2 separate regions of the Ovis aries genome follow, and region 2 is linked to region 1. Evidence: chromatin contacts called from public Hi-C data. All regions are on one chromosome and are shown on one strand. The core of a region is the stretch at or near the end of the contact, and the rest is flanking DNA. Distances in the headings are between cores, read along the strand shown. Region 1 holds the start of GPR3 (G protein-coupled receptor 3). Region 2 has its middle 41 kb from the start of TENT5B.

What was found. Hi-C and Micro-C count contacts between places; a contact is called where the count stands out from the background.
Region 2: a contact with region 1 is called in a Hi-C map of mixed tissues, with 2.4 times the contacts expected there. The contact joins the enhancer-like site here to the promoter of GPR3 in region 1. A contact is called at or near these places in 2 of 16 Hi-C or Micro-C datasets (mixed tissues and tail adipose tissue).

What each region holds. Positions count from the first base shown.
Region 1 is chr2:239,621,192-239,628,141 of ARS-UI_Ramb_v3.0, reverse strand. GPR3 (G protein-coupled receptor 3) reads left to right here and starts at 3,376. Exons shown (of 2, transcript XM_027965442.3): 1 at 3,376-3,522; 2 at 4,567-6,950. The coding sequence starts at 4,572. The coding sequence ends at 5,564.
Region 2 is chr2:239,896,028-239,902,872 of ARS-UI_Ramb_v3.0, reverse strand. No RefSeq gene overlaps it. Among named protein-coding and RNA genes, the nearest start is that of TENT5B, 41 kb to the left of the region's middle. Within about 2 kb of position 4,137, at least 3 of the 54 cell types and tissues checked have an H3K27ac peak or open chromatin away from gene starts, as enhancers often do.

The DNA of each region.
Region 1 (6,950 bases), core at 2,127-4,626:
ATCTTTGGGGAACAGACCTGGTTGGCAGTGATGGCCTCAATTGTCCTGTTGACATGGGGCAGTTTTGGAGCACGAGAGAGTGTGCCCACATGAAAATCCATAGCCTCAGACTTCCCTGGCAGTCCAGTGGTTAAGACTCGTGTTTCCACTATAGGGGACGCAGGTTCAGTCCCTGGTCGGGGAACTGAGATCCTACATGCTGCATGGCACAGCCAAAGAAACCCCAAAACAAGCAAATAAGAAACTCCACAGCCTCACTTGAGTCACTTAGGTCTCCAGGGTTTCTCAGGGTTAGAAATGTCACTTCACTCTTTTCCTCTTTGGCTGACTGAGGATTGCCTCCGTCATGAACCAACACCATGATTCTCTGGATCAGGAAATTCTGACCAACCAACTACTTCAAGGGAAAGGTGGTCATTGATGTTCTTCACCCTGGAAGGGCAACCGTATCCAAGACAGAAATTTGGGGAAAATAGCCAAAGTATACAAGACCACACCAGATGTCATCTTTATATTTGGAGTCAGAACCCATTTTGGTGGTGACAACTGGCTTGGATGTGATTTATGATTCCTTGGGTTATGGGAAGAAAAATAAACCACCACCACCTTGCAAGACATGGGCTGCCTGAGAAGAAAAAGAACTGAAGGACAGAATGAAGGAGCTTGGGGGATCACAAAGACCAATGTAGGTTCTGGCAGAAGGAAGGATTAAAGATCCTGCAGTGACTTTATCTGTGGTGATTGTGCAGATTTTTCATGAAAGGATTAATAAACTATGTAAAATAAAAAAAGATCATGCCACTCAGAAGAGAAGACGACAGTCTCTCATACATCTCCCCTCTATTTGTGTGTGTGTGTGTGTGTGTATGTGTGAGCCATATGGCTTGCAAGATCTTAGTTCCCTGACCAGGAATCAAACTTATGCCCCCTGCGGTGGAAGTGTGGAGTCCTAACCACGGGACCACAAATGGGTTCCCTCTCATACACCCTCTCATGCCAACCTCCCAGCAGCCTCTCTGAGACCAACTGGACAGCTGTTGAGACCTGGCTCTGACAGGGGAGAAAGTGGACATCCGGGTTCCAGGGGGCAGATGTTCTTGTATTCCCTTTGCTGCCCCGCTTTCCTCAACACTGTGCGTATTACTGTTCCCTCCGTGATTTCCTTCTCTTTCTCGGATGTTGCTTTTTGTCCAGTCATCCAGTCAGCAAGTATTTATTGAACACCTCCTCCACGCCAGGCTTTGTTCTCCAGCACAGACCAGAACAAAGTCTGTATCCTCTTGGAGCTTATATCTTGGTGGGGCTGACATGTCTTTTCTCTTAAAACAATAAATTTACAATTTCAGGAGTGCTAAGTGCTCTAAAAAATGATAAGGAAAGGAGGGAGAGAGTGACAGGGGCGGGAGTGGTCGTCTAGGGTAGAGGTTGGGAAAGCCTGCTCCGGAAGATATTGACTTGGCCGCAGAGACTCTCAAATGGAGTAAAGGGGTTCTGGGCAGAGGGAACCGCCAGGCAAAGCCCAGGAGCAGGAAGCTTCTCACCCAGTCTGTGCTCTCACTGGTGGGGTTCCCTGAAGCTCCTCCTCTCTGCTCCCTCCCCGCACACCCAAGCCTCCCAGGTGTCCTCCTCCTGCAGCCAGCACCTCCCAGCAATTCCATGCAGAAGATACTAACATGGTCTCTCTTTTTCTTAACTTTTATTTATTTATTTGGCTGTGCTGGGTCTTAGCTGCATCACGTAGGATCTTGTTAGTTGCCGCATGCAAACTCTTTAGTTGCGGCTCATGGGATCTAGTTCCCCTGACCAGGGATCAAACCCCAACCCTCTGCATTGGGTATGTGGCATCTTAGCCACTGGACCAATTGGGAAGTCCCTGTCTCTAGAGAAAACAGGCCCAAAGAGCCTAAGATATTCACCCAAACTAACTGCTGACCACACCACCTGCTAACCACCCCAAACTCACCATGTGCAACCTGAAGTACAGTATCTTCTCCAGCCCTGCCAGCCCCATGTACCCTGCCACTGGCCGGCCCCCTCCTTCTCCCTGCCCCACACTGACTGTGGATACTGCAGTGGTTCTGTGCTGGGAGGATAAGTGGTGGGGCCTGGGATCTGGGCCCTCACCTGGTCCCTGCCCCCAGCCCCTTCCCACAGGCCTGGTTGATTCCAATGAGGATCAGAGCTCGAGTTGGAGGGTGGAGGAGGCAGCTATTTCCCCTTTCCCAGAACTGGCCATATCTGTGGCATCTGGAGAAGTCAGCTGGGAGAGGTTCCCTGGGAACAGGAAGAGGTGGGGAAGGGGGAGTTTCTTCTCTGTGCCCTGCCCTGCCAGGGTGCCTAAGATGGGAGGCCGAGGGGGGCCCGCCCTGGGGACTGAGCTGATGGCTTTCTGCTTCCAAGTTCTTCCCGACTCCTGCTGCTTCAGGGAAGTGACCCCCCCCACCCCCCCCCCCACCCCCACCCCGCTGGCTTTCCAGATCCTTGAATAAATAATTCAAGTTTTGAAATCTTGCCAGGCCCACCCCTCCCTGTGCAGTGAGGGCGCTATTGGGCTGACATGATTGACGTCGCCCAGCTCCTTCTGCCAGCCCCGGCATCAGGAGGGCTGGCCCGGTTACTGTCAGTCCAGACCCTCTACCCTGTCCCACCCCCCTGGGGGCCCACAGTCACCTGGTATCTTCATTCCAGGACCCTATGACCCTTATCACAGCCTGGTCACTTGTGACAGGGTCACGGTGACCTGAAGAACTATCACCCAGCCCCTCCACCTTCCCTTTCCTACCGCCTCATCCCTGAACCCCATCATGGCCCAGCGTCACCCTGACACTGCTATGGTTGCCCTGGGGGCTTCCTTCTCCTCCTCAGCGTCGCACTGCCACCATCCCCCCAAGATCCTGTCACCGCGCTCATACCGTCACTTCCACCCACCTCCCTGCTCCCTCGTGCTCCTGTCACCATCACCTCAGGGCCCCATCGTCTTGGCAACCCCTGTCATCCTCACCGGGGACGCTCATTCAGCCCCCATCACTCGGGCTCCGTCACCTGAATTCCGTCAGCCTGTCTCTGCCACCCGAGGGTCCCATCACCTCCACAAACTCTCCGGGGCCCCTTTCTTCCTCTCCCTCTAACACATGCCCCCCGCCACCTCCCTGAGACTGCAAGGGCTCTCGCACCAGCGACCCCGAAACCCCCGGCCCGTAGAGGGCGCAGCGTCAAGGACAGCGCGGGCCGACTCAGAAGGGGGCGGAGCCGCAGCCACGGTCGCTTTTTATGAATGGGGGAGCGGGCGGCACGAGGCCTCATTACTATGCCGAGCGGCGCGCGCTGCGCCCCAGCGCGACGCACCCATTGGCCAGCCGGGCCACTGACGTCACCAAAGCGGTGGTCGGGGGCGGGGCAGGACGGGGTGACTCACGCCGCTTCTCCCGCGGCCGCGGGGGCTTCTCGGGGTCCTCACACACCCTGCGCAGCCCGGACCCGAGCGCAGCCTCCCCGCGGCCCGGCCGCGCCCCGTCCCGAGAGGTGAGTAGCGGGCCCCGCCTTGGGTACCAGGCGTCCAAGAGGGCACGCAGGATGCTGGACGCTGGGCAAGCGGTCAAGCTCCCAGCCGTTGGTTGGGGTCGGAGGTTGAGACCAGGAACTCTGAGTCTGGGCTAACAGGAGGGGACCCAGGGTCTGGGTGATAAGAGCTGTCAGCTGGGTAGCCCGGCGTGGGGTGAGCACTCCTGCAAGGACCCGAGGCCCTGAAGGGACTGATGGTCATCTGAGTTTGGGCCGGCAGGAAGCGTCTGGGCCAGGAACCAGGCGTCCGAGCAGGAGGAGGTGTCCGACTTAGAAATCCAGACGTCCGGACAGGAGGCGGAGTCAGGCCCAAGAGCCAGGTGTCCAAGCAGAGGGAGGGATCTGACTCCAGGATCCTGGCTTCCAGCAGGGGGTGTTTGTCCCAAAGACCCAGAGGTTCAGGCAGAAAGAAGGGTCCAGCTGGGGGCAGAAGTCTAGGCGAGTGTGTGTTGGGGGGCTGAGGTCCCAGATGTTGTTACCCTAAGAGTGCAGGGTGGGGGCTGGCGGGAGCTTCACGAGCATTCTCTGGGGGCGGAGTCTGGGGCTGGCCATACTGAGAATCGTGAGGGGTCTGGTGAGCCTCAGAAACTGAGCGTCATCCTCCCCAGTGGGGAGGGAGCAGAACTGCTGTCAGTCTTGAGATGTCCCCTCCCCCAGTCCTGGGCCTTTCCCGGCTTCTCCGGGATCCTATGGGCCTCCATCCACTTATGGTAGTCCTTCATCTTGTCCTCCTCGGTCACACACATGGGAGAGAGACCTGCGGGACTCAATGTATTAGAAGGGAGAGGGGAGCGACCCACCACAGGGATCCCCAGACCCCTGCTGGCCTAGGGGCATAGGTGAAGACAAGGGTATCCTGGAAGGAGCTTCAGGGCATGGGAGGGGGTGGGCAACCTGGGACCCAGCCAGGTATCCTGAGGAGAGACCCCCCCCCCCCGACTGCTTCCAGACCCCTCTACCCAGCACCCAGCCCTGCCAGCTTCTCACAGGGCGTTTCTCCTACAGGTACCATGATGTGGGGTGCAGGCAGCCCCCTGGCCTGGCTCTCTGCTGGCCCTGGAAACATGAACATGAGCAGCATGGGGTCCACAGAGGGGCCCACAGGCCCTGCTGCACCGCTGCCCACCCCCACGGCCTGGGACGTAGTACTGTGCATCTCGGGCACACTGGTGTCCTGTGAGAACGCGCTGGTGGTGGCCATCATCGTGGGCACTCCCGCCTTCCGTGCCCCCATGTTCCTGCTAGTGGGCAGCCTGGCTGTGGCAGACCTGCTGGCGGGCCTGGGCCTGGTCATGCACTTCGCTGCTGTCTTCTGCATTGGCTCAGCAGTGATGAGCCTGGTGCTGGTTGGCGTGCTGGCCACGGCCTTTACTGCCAGCATCGGCAGCCTACTGGCCATCACCGTTGATCGCTACCTTTCTCTGTATAATGCGCTCACCTACTACTCAGAGACAACAGTGACGCGGACCTATGTGATGCTGGCCCTAGTGTGGGGGGGCGCGCTGGGCCTGGGGCTGCTGCCTGTGCTGGCCTGGAACTGCCTGGATGCGCGGGCCACGTGCGGCGTGGTCTATCCGCTCTCCAAGAACCATCTGGTGGTCCTGGCCGTCGCCTTCTTCATGGTGTTCGGCATCATGCTGCAGCTGTACGCCCAGGTCTGTCGCATCGTCTGCCGCCATGCCCAGCAGATTGCCCTCCAGCGGCACCTGCTGCCTGCCTCCCACTACGTGGCCACCCGAAAGGGCATTGCCACCCTGGCCGTGGTGCTTGGCGCCTTTGCCGCCTGCTGGCTGCCCTTCACCGTCTACTGCCTGTTGGGCGATGCCCACTCCCCACCCCTCTACACCTATCTCACCCTGCTCCCTGCCACCTACAACTCCATGATCAACCCCATCATCTACGCCTTCCGCAACCAGGACGTGCAGAAGGTGCTGTGGGCTGTCTGCTGCTGCTGTTCCTCTTCCAAGACGCTCTTCCGATCCCGCTCCCCCAGTGATGTCTAGTCTCATCCTGGTGACCCTCCAGCCCTCATCACTACAGAATTCCAGAATGTTAGGTCCTCCAGGGCTTTGTTCCAACCCCCAGCTCCACACCCCAAGACCCAGCTGGTTCTGGAGTTCTAGGACTTTGGGTGTTTCACAGGATTCTGTTCAGATCCCTGCAGGGCCCAGCTGGCTCCATGGTTCTAGAATGTTCCGGTGGTCAGGGTCCCAACTCAGAAATGTCCCACAGCCCAGATGGGCTTGGAGTTCCAGTAGGCTGCTGGGTGTTTCACAGTGCCATTCCAAGTCCCTGACCTTCCCCCTCCCTTGACCTTGACCATGTCACTTTACTTTTGTGTTTCTGAGCTAAAGAGTCAGAGAGGTTAGTTACTCCATTGCCTAGATAAGAGAAAGGTTTATCTGTATATATGTGCACATACAAAGAGAATATCTATTTATTATTTATTTATGAATTTATTTATGGGTGTTAAGGGGAAATAAAGAGACCCACACCTTGAAATCCAGGCCATACCAGGGTACTCCCAGTCCCCAACACCCTCATTTCTGACCTCAGTTCCTAGAGGGGGAAAAGGGAGAGAGAGAAACCACGTATTTTGTTATTATTTTTGCTTACTTTTTATCGAAGAGATCATAGAAACCAGAGCCTTCTCCCCAGGCCCGCCCCCTCGGGTTTGCAGGGGGAACACACCAGCCTCTGGTTTTTTATTTTTTTAAGAAGCCATCACCTGAGAAACCGAGAATTCCTCTGCTCTGGGGGCCGACTGCCCTCTGGTGGCCGTTTTTGGGGAACTGCAGCCGGGTCGGCCGTCGGAACCAGGCCAAGCAACCCCAGCTCCACTCCAGGCTGGTGTCCAGCACCATAGCCAGAGCCTGGGGTCAGGTCTCACCCTGCGGTGCCCTACAGGAGGCAGGGTGCGAGCCAACACCTGAGCCCTCTGCCATCTGGGGTAGGGTCCCCAGTGCAATCCCTATTCCTGTTCCTGACCCAACCCTCATTAAAAAATGATTTTGTGATAAATAAGATTTGTCTGTTCGTGGAAGGAGTGGTGTGGGGTGTGATGGGTGACAGCCTCGAACGGGGGGATTAGGCCAGGCCTGGGGACCTATGGGGGGATCCAAGAAACTGGAGACTCAGGTGGAGTAAGGCTGGCAGGTGACACCTCCCACCCCAGGATGCCAGTCTGATGGGTTCCTCTGTTCAGACCCAGGCGTCCCCAGACAAGAACCCCACCTCCACCGGGACTAGAACTGCTGGTGCCAGGCCCCCGTGGGTTTCAGTTGCTCACATCTTGCCTACATTAGCTTTAGCTTGGGGTTTGGGCATGAAGAATGTGCTCAAGCCATGTAGGTGTCCTGAACAACAGCAGCCTCTTCCACTCACAGGTG
Region 2 (6,845 bases), core at 2,888-5,387, 270 kb before region 1:
AAAGTGAAAAGTGAAAGTAAAGTCGCTCAGTCGTGTCCGACCTCAGTGACCCCATGGACTGCAGCCTTCCAGGCTCCTCCATCCATGGGATTTTCCAGGCAAGAGTACTGGAGTGGGGTGCCATTTCCTTCTCCAGGAAAAAGACTAGATGGGCCCATTTCTTAGGGACAGCCCAGTTTGAAATCACAGGGAAAACCTCAGACCCACTAACTCTGATCCCATGTCACTGTGCCAGCATACAGCAGTTAAAGTGCTTTTGGAGGCCAGGGATAAGAGCTGACTCAGCCAAAGTAGAATTTAGTGGAAGCATGCCAGAATGTGTCACAAGCTGGAGGGATGCTGAAGAGCCAGCATCCAGGAAGGGCAGGAACCAGGCAATCCTGCAGATCTGAACATCAGGGTTCATGGGCTGTCCCTGTGGAGCACAGCCATCAGTGGACACAGTACCAAAGACCCCTGTTTCTGTTTCATGTTCCTGGCAGAGAGAACCTGTGTGGTGAATTTTAAGTCAGGTGCCCAACCTTGGTCCAATCAGCAACAGCTGCGGCGTGGGTGGAATCCAGCAATAGCGCTTGTACGATGGGGGCTGGCCCTAGAGCGGGTAATATTAGTGAGGGCTGAGAATCTCATTGGGAGATATTTATTCAGGAAAGAGGTTTGTTTTGGGCAGAAATAAAGTATCTGAACTATTAGGGAGCTCCAAGACCACACTGCATCCCCTTCCCCTTTCCAGAATATTCCTGGGACTCTGGAGCCATTCACTTATTTAATAAGCTTGCTTTCTTTCTATTTTCAAATTTGCCTTTGCCGGGACTTAGCTTCAGCATGCAAACTCTTAGTTGTGGCACGTGGGATCTAGTTCCCTGACCAGGGATCAAACTGCGTTGGGAGTGTGGAGTCTTAGTCATGGGCCACCAGGGAGGTCCTAAGAAACTTTGTTCTTGGTTATTCCTCCACTCTGAATATCCTACCTGGAACCTGGCATCCACTTATGAAATGGGCTTCAAAGTCACTTCACAATGGGGTTCAAAGACCATCTGCGAGTCCAGGCTCTAGGGATTGGGCCTATGAATCTGTGTTAAACCTACTCCCCAAGTGATCCTAAAACCCAGTAAGGTTGAGAAGCACCATCTTGGAGTACTTTAGATGTTGCCTCATCCCAGCTCCCCTGAGTCCCGCAAAGTGGCACAGCTCTGTGAGAAGCCACTGCCTGACCCCCATCCCCTCCACTGCCCATGACCACCTCCTGGGTCTTGTCCCAGCACTCTCCAGACACCCTCATGTCCTCCTCCTAGTGGGAGCGTGAACCTCTGAGACATGCATCTTTTGTTCTGACCCTGCTTCTGCTATCACCTTTTGTTTTTCCTACGTGCATTTTCCTTCCATTCTGATTCTTTCCAATAATAATTTTAAATCTTATCATTTAAAATTTTTATATAAACAACCTGAAACTTTTTTTTTTTTTTTGACCTTTGGGCTTCCCCCGTGGCTCAGTGGTGAAGAATCCACCTGCAATGCAGATGCGGGTTTGATCGCTGGATGAGGAAGCTTTCCTAGAGGAGGAAATGGCAACTCACTCCAGTGTTCTTGCCTGGAGAATTCCATAGACAGAGGAGCCTGGTGGGCTGATGGCCACAAAGAGTTGGATATGACTGAGTGACTGAACATGCTGCTGCTGCTGCTGCTGCTGCTAAGTTGCTTCAGTCGTGTCCGACTCTTCGCGACTCCGTGGACTGCAGCCCACCAGGCTCCTCTGTCCATGGGACTTTCCAGGCAAGAGTACTGGAGTGGGGTGCCATTGCCACCTCCGGACTGAACATGATGAATAGCCAAATGAGGGAATGAATTTTAATTGTCCCTAATCCTAGAGGTTTATTAGTCTCTGTGCAGGTGAGTCTAGTGTGCACAGCACTAGGATTTCTAATTATCCTTAATGAGCTTCCAAAATTCATGGGGCGTAATAGGGTAAGGTGAGTTGTTCCCTAAATAACCCAGTGAATCAAGCTTCTGGTATCTATACCCTCCTGCATTGACTCTGAAGTTGGCCATGTGACTTGCTTTTTCAAGTGGAGTACCAGCAACCACGACACAAACAGGAAAAATGTTGGTGCTTCGGGGCTTTCTCTTGGAACTCTTACAGAGTCACCATGTGAGGAAAACGAGCTTGGACTATCTTCCTTGAGGATGAAAGACCACATGGAGAGGGAGGCTCAGCCACCCTCTCTGTCCCAGCAGAACCCAGCCCTCAGCCATTCCTCCAACTGATTGCAGTTGCACAAGCAAGCCCTGGAAAAACCAGCAGAAGAATGAAGCCAACCCACAGAATCATGAGAAATAGTAAAGCGTTATTGCATTAAGTCCTAAATTTGGGGTGTTTTGTTATGAAGCAGCAGCTGACTGATACATAGGGTCATAGTACTAATCACAGAACAGTGTTTCTGTACCACTATTTCTACCTGATATTCTGTAATCTCACGTAGATCTGCTGTGGTAAAGTGACAAAAAACTATACGCTGGCTTACACAAGATAATTTCTTTTTCTTGTTTGTAAGAAGTCAGAAGTAGGTGGTTCAGGGCTGGTGGGGCAATTCTGTCTACCCTAAAAATGGCTCTTCAGTCTCTGGATCCACGGTAACTGCTCCAGCTCTTATCATCTTCCCATCAGCAAGAAGAGAGAAGACTGAGGGCAGGGCAGGCCCAACCCTTTCAAGGGCAAACTCCAAGACGGGCACTCGATTCACATTCCTTTGGCTAGAACTTGGGCATATGGCTTCTAGTTGCAGAGGAGCCTGGGAAATGTAGTTTCTAGCTAGGCACATGTGTCCAGCAGTTATTTTTATTAAAGAAAGGAGAAACTACACAACGCTGTAAATCAACTATACGTCAATAAGATAAATTTGAAAAAAGGAGAAACCAAGCATTTGAGAATAACTGGCGATCACTGCTGTAGTCTGCCTCCAGGGTGAGTATTTTCATCAATAAATGTGAGTGTCCTATAGACTAAGTGGTTTTATTCTTATTGTAAATCAACAAGGGAATCAAGTTTTGTTTTTGTTTTTGTTTTTGTTTTTTTGAATCAAGTTTTATGTACAAATGGTTAGAATGCTTTAGGCTGCAAATAACAAATATTCAACCAAATGTTGCCTAAAGATTTGGGAGTTTTATTATCTTCAGAGGTCTTGTTTGGAAATCAATACTTTCCTCTTCCTACCTTCCCATCTTCTATGTTAGGGTTTCCTCCTTTGTGGGTAAAAGAAGTTTACCGTGGTTCCAAGCATCATATCCACAGATTAAAAAAAATAATAACAGGGACTTCCCTGGTGGTCCAGTGGTTAAGAATCTGCCTTGCAGTGCAGGGGAACGCAGGTTCAATCCCTAGTTGGGGAACTAAAATCCCACACACTTTGCGGAAACTACTGGGCCTGCATGCAATACAGTGGCAGAGACCCACAATCAAGACCCGGAACAGCCAAAAAGAAATAAATATTAAAAAATAACAGTAACAACTGTCATGTATCGAGTGCTCACCATGTGTAGGAGCTGTCGAACCATTTCAGACACTCGCGCATTCATTCATTCGATCGTGACGACAACCCTAAGAGGAAGGTGCCATTATTATTTTCACATTGCGGATGAGGCAGAAATGTTGAGTAACTCTCTCAAGACGGCCCAGCTAATCAGAGCCCAGCTGTGCTTTTAACCCTGACTCTGGAACCCCTGTTTTTAATGGCTCAGAGGCTCAGCCAGAGATAGCATCTCCAGAAAGAAAGCAGGGGCAGGGCTTGCCCTAAAATGGCTCTCTCTCCTTTCATTAGGCAGAGAAACCCTTCCCGAAGCCCCCAGCCCCACTTCCCCTTCTGTCTCACTGGCTAGAACAGGGTCACATGCCTACTGCGCCCCAGTCACAGCAGAGGGGAGCGGGAACATGTAGAATTATCTCCGACCAGTCGTCGTCCTCCTGACCCCTGCCCCACCCCAGGTGGGTACACTGCCCTCTCCCTTGAACACAACAGGCTTTTTCAGTGAGGAAACAGGGGGCGGAGTCTTCCCGGATGGCAGAACCCAGGCTTGGCTGGGGGTTCCCAGCTCATCAGATTAAAATAGGTTTGGCTCAGACCCTGTCCCCAAGACTTCTGCACTTTCTCAGGCTTACAATTGTGTGGCTCTGGTTTCCTGTTTCTGCTGAATTCTAGCAGCTGTTCCCTTTATTTCTGCCCTGGAATTGACTCAAACATAGGATGCAGCCCATTTCTTCTCCCAAGAAAGCATGAATACCAGGATGCTTTGTGAGCAGAAGATATTTAGGTCTCTGGAAGTCACAGCACTGCTCAGCACCCAAGAGAGAGTGACACTGGGACATTCCTATTCTTAAAAGCCATGGCCCCCCGCATTCCCCAGCCCCCTGCCTCCTGAGCTGGGCAGCCTGCTCCCATCTCCACCTGCCCTCCTTCCTTCACAACCCTCCCACCTTGCCACCCCTGGGGGCTTCCCTGGCTCAGCTCATTCGAGATACCAAGCAATTGGAAGGATTTGGCCCTCCCCAGCTTCTCCTCCCAAACTTGGCTACCTGGCTACCTTTGCTAAACTCAATAAGGGGCCTCAGAACAAACAAAAGAGCCTTTTATTTAAAGAAGCAGGATCTACTCTCCTGAGAAGGAAGTTGTGGTTATAAATAACAGCGGTCCCCAATCTGGATTCCTCTGGGTGACATCGAAATTTTGCAATAAGCTGATAGCCAAGAGGGTCCTCCCCCTGTCTGGGCCTAAGTATCCTCAAAGTTCACCATAAAGAACCCACTCATTCTTCCAGAACCCAAGAAGGTAAAATCAGATTGCGTTAGAAGGACTTATCTGGTGGCCCGGTGGTTAAGAATCTGCCTGCCAATGCGGGGGACACAGGTTCGATCCCTGGTCTGGGAAGATTCCACATGCCTTGGGGTGACTGCTGAGCCTGCGCTCTAGCGCCTAAGAACTGAAGGAAGAGCAGCTGCCCTACCCCCACCCCCCGCCTCCTGTTCACCACAACTGGAGAAAGCTTGCAGTCAGTATTGAAGAGACACACAGCCCCCTAAAAGGCCCTACCTTCAAATTAAAAAAAAAGAAAGAAAGATACTGTCTTCCTGGAGTTTTCTAAGCCGCTGTCCCCAAAATGGTGCCTCTAGGTGCCTCGAGGGGCACCCTGCCCTGGTCAGTAGGTTCTCTCTTCAGAGGCTCGAAAGCCTGAGGGATTCTGTTACCCAGTGTGCGGGGTCAGGCTCCTCGCCACTCAAAAGCCAACAAACAGGCCAGGTTGACAGAAAGTTTGCTTCATTTCAGATGCCGGAAACTTCGAGGGGGCGGGAGGAGGACAGGGAAGACATCTGTCCAAAGGCTGACTTCCCCCCCCACCCCCCGCTGAAGGAGGAAACAGACAGAACAGACTCCATCTTGAAAGCGGGACTCCATCTTGGGCCGGACTCCGTCTTGAAAGCAGGACTCCGTCTTGAAAGCAGGACTCCGTCTTGAAAGCAGGACTCCATCTTGGGCCAGACTATGGACTTTGAGCTATATGCCCAGTATCTATGGAAACAACATACCAAATGGAAAACCAGACCCCCAGGATGGAAGAGCCCTAGGGCTCGTACCTAGACTCTCCTCACCTAAAAGAATACCCTAATTATCTGTATAACCAAATAGAATCATAAATTCTATTATACTTATTGAGGTATGACCATAGGCCTGTTGATAATTGTCCACTGTTAACCTAGGCTTAAGGCTTACGAATCACGGGTTAACTTTGATTGTATCTTTCTTTTCCTTTGTTCAGACTAGTTTCAGGGAATTTGGGGAGGTGGGTTTGAGCATGTACACTTAGGGTATATAAGGTTTTCACAAAAACTGGTCGGGGTCCTTGGCTAAGAGGAGACTCTGCCTTGGGCCCGCCGGTGCAGTAAACTGCACTCCACTCTCTGCATTGTCCTTCTGAGTGAGTTTGCTTCCCGGAAAGCGAGGCTACAACAATGCCACTGGCAACCAGTGGGGCTGGAGCTTTTCTAGACAGAAGTGGGGGGTGACTAACTGCAGAAACAGCACAGTCAGCCCCGACAGTCATCCTCAGGTTGGTCAGGAGCGGTCTGACCAGTGCCATCTTGACTTTTAGATACAGTTCGTCTTCAGTTCCAGGGTCCGTTTGTTCCCATTTCTTTGCGGCCAGTTTCTCAGAATTGCAGCAGCTCATGTTGTGAGCAAAGTCTGGTCATCATGGAGTTAACTTCTCCACCTGGGGTTTCAGCATCTATAAGACAGCTCACCGGATGCAGCTCAGCTTGTTATCTACAGCCCTTGAGGAAGCACTGAAGGGCCTTGGCTCTGCTTAGTGACTACATTATTATTATTTCGTCTCCTTTGACTGTTTCCTTTGTTTCTGCATTTCTCACTTCTCCGATTAAACTTATTCTTTGACTAAAGTTTTCCACAGACAGAAGGCAGGCAAAGTACGTGTTGGGGGCTAGGGGGAGGGGGCAAGGACTATAAGGTGTTGCTCCATTTCAATTCCAAGTATGAGCCTGTTGTGAGTGATTCTGAGAGCTGAAGGAGCAGGAGGGATCGACTGACTGCCCAGCATCTCTCACAGTATTCCTAGGATCCTCTCAAAGCCAGGATAGCTCAGAACCAAATCCCAGTCCTTGCTCAGCCCACAGGAGGCAGAGTCCCGCCCCCTACCCCCATCCCCCAGGCCCGATCTGTCTCCTGTCCACCTTCAGGGCTTACTCAGATCAGAAGCACTGGCTTCCCCCAGCTGGGTGCTCAGACTCAGCGCCCTTGACCCAGGCTCTACATGGGTGCATGTTCTGACTCTCCTGCCCT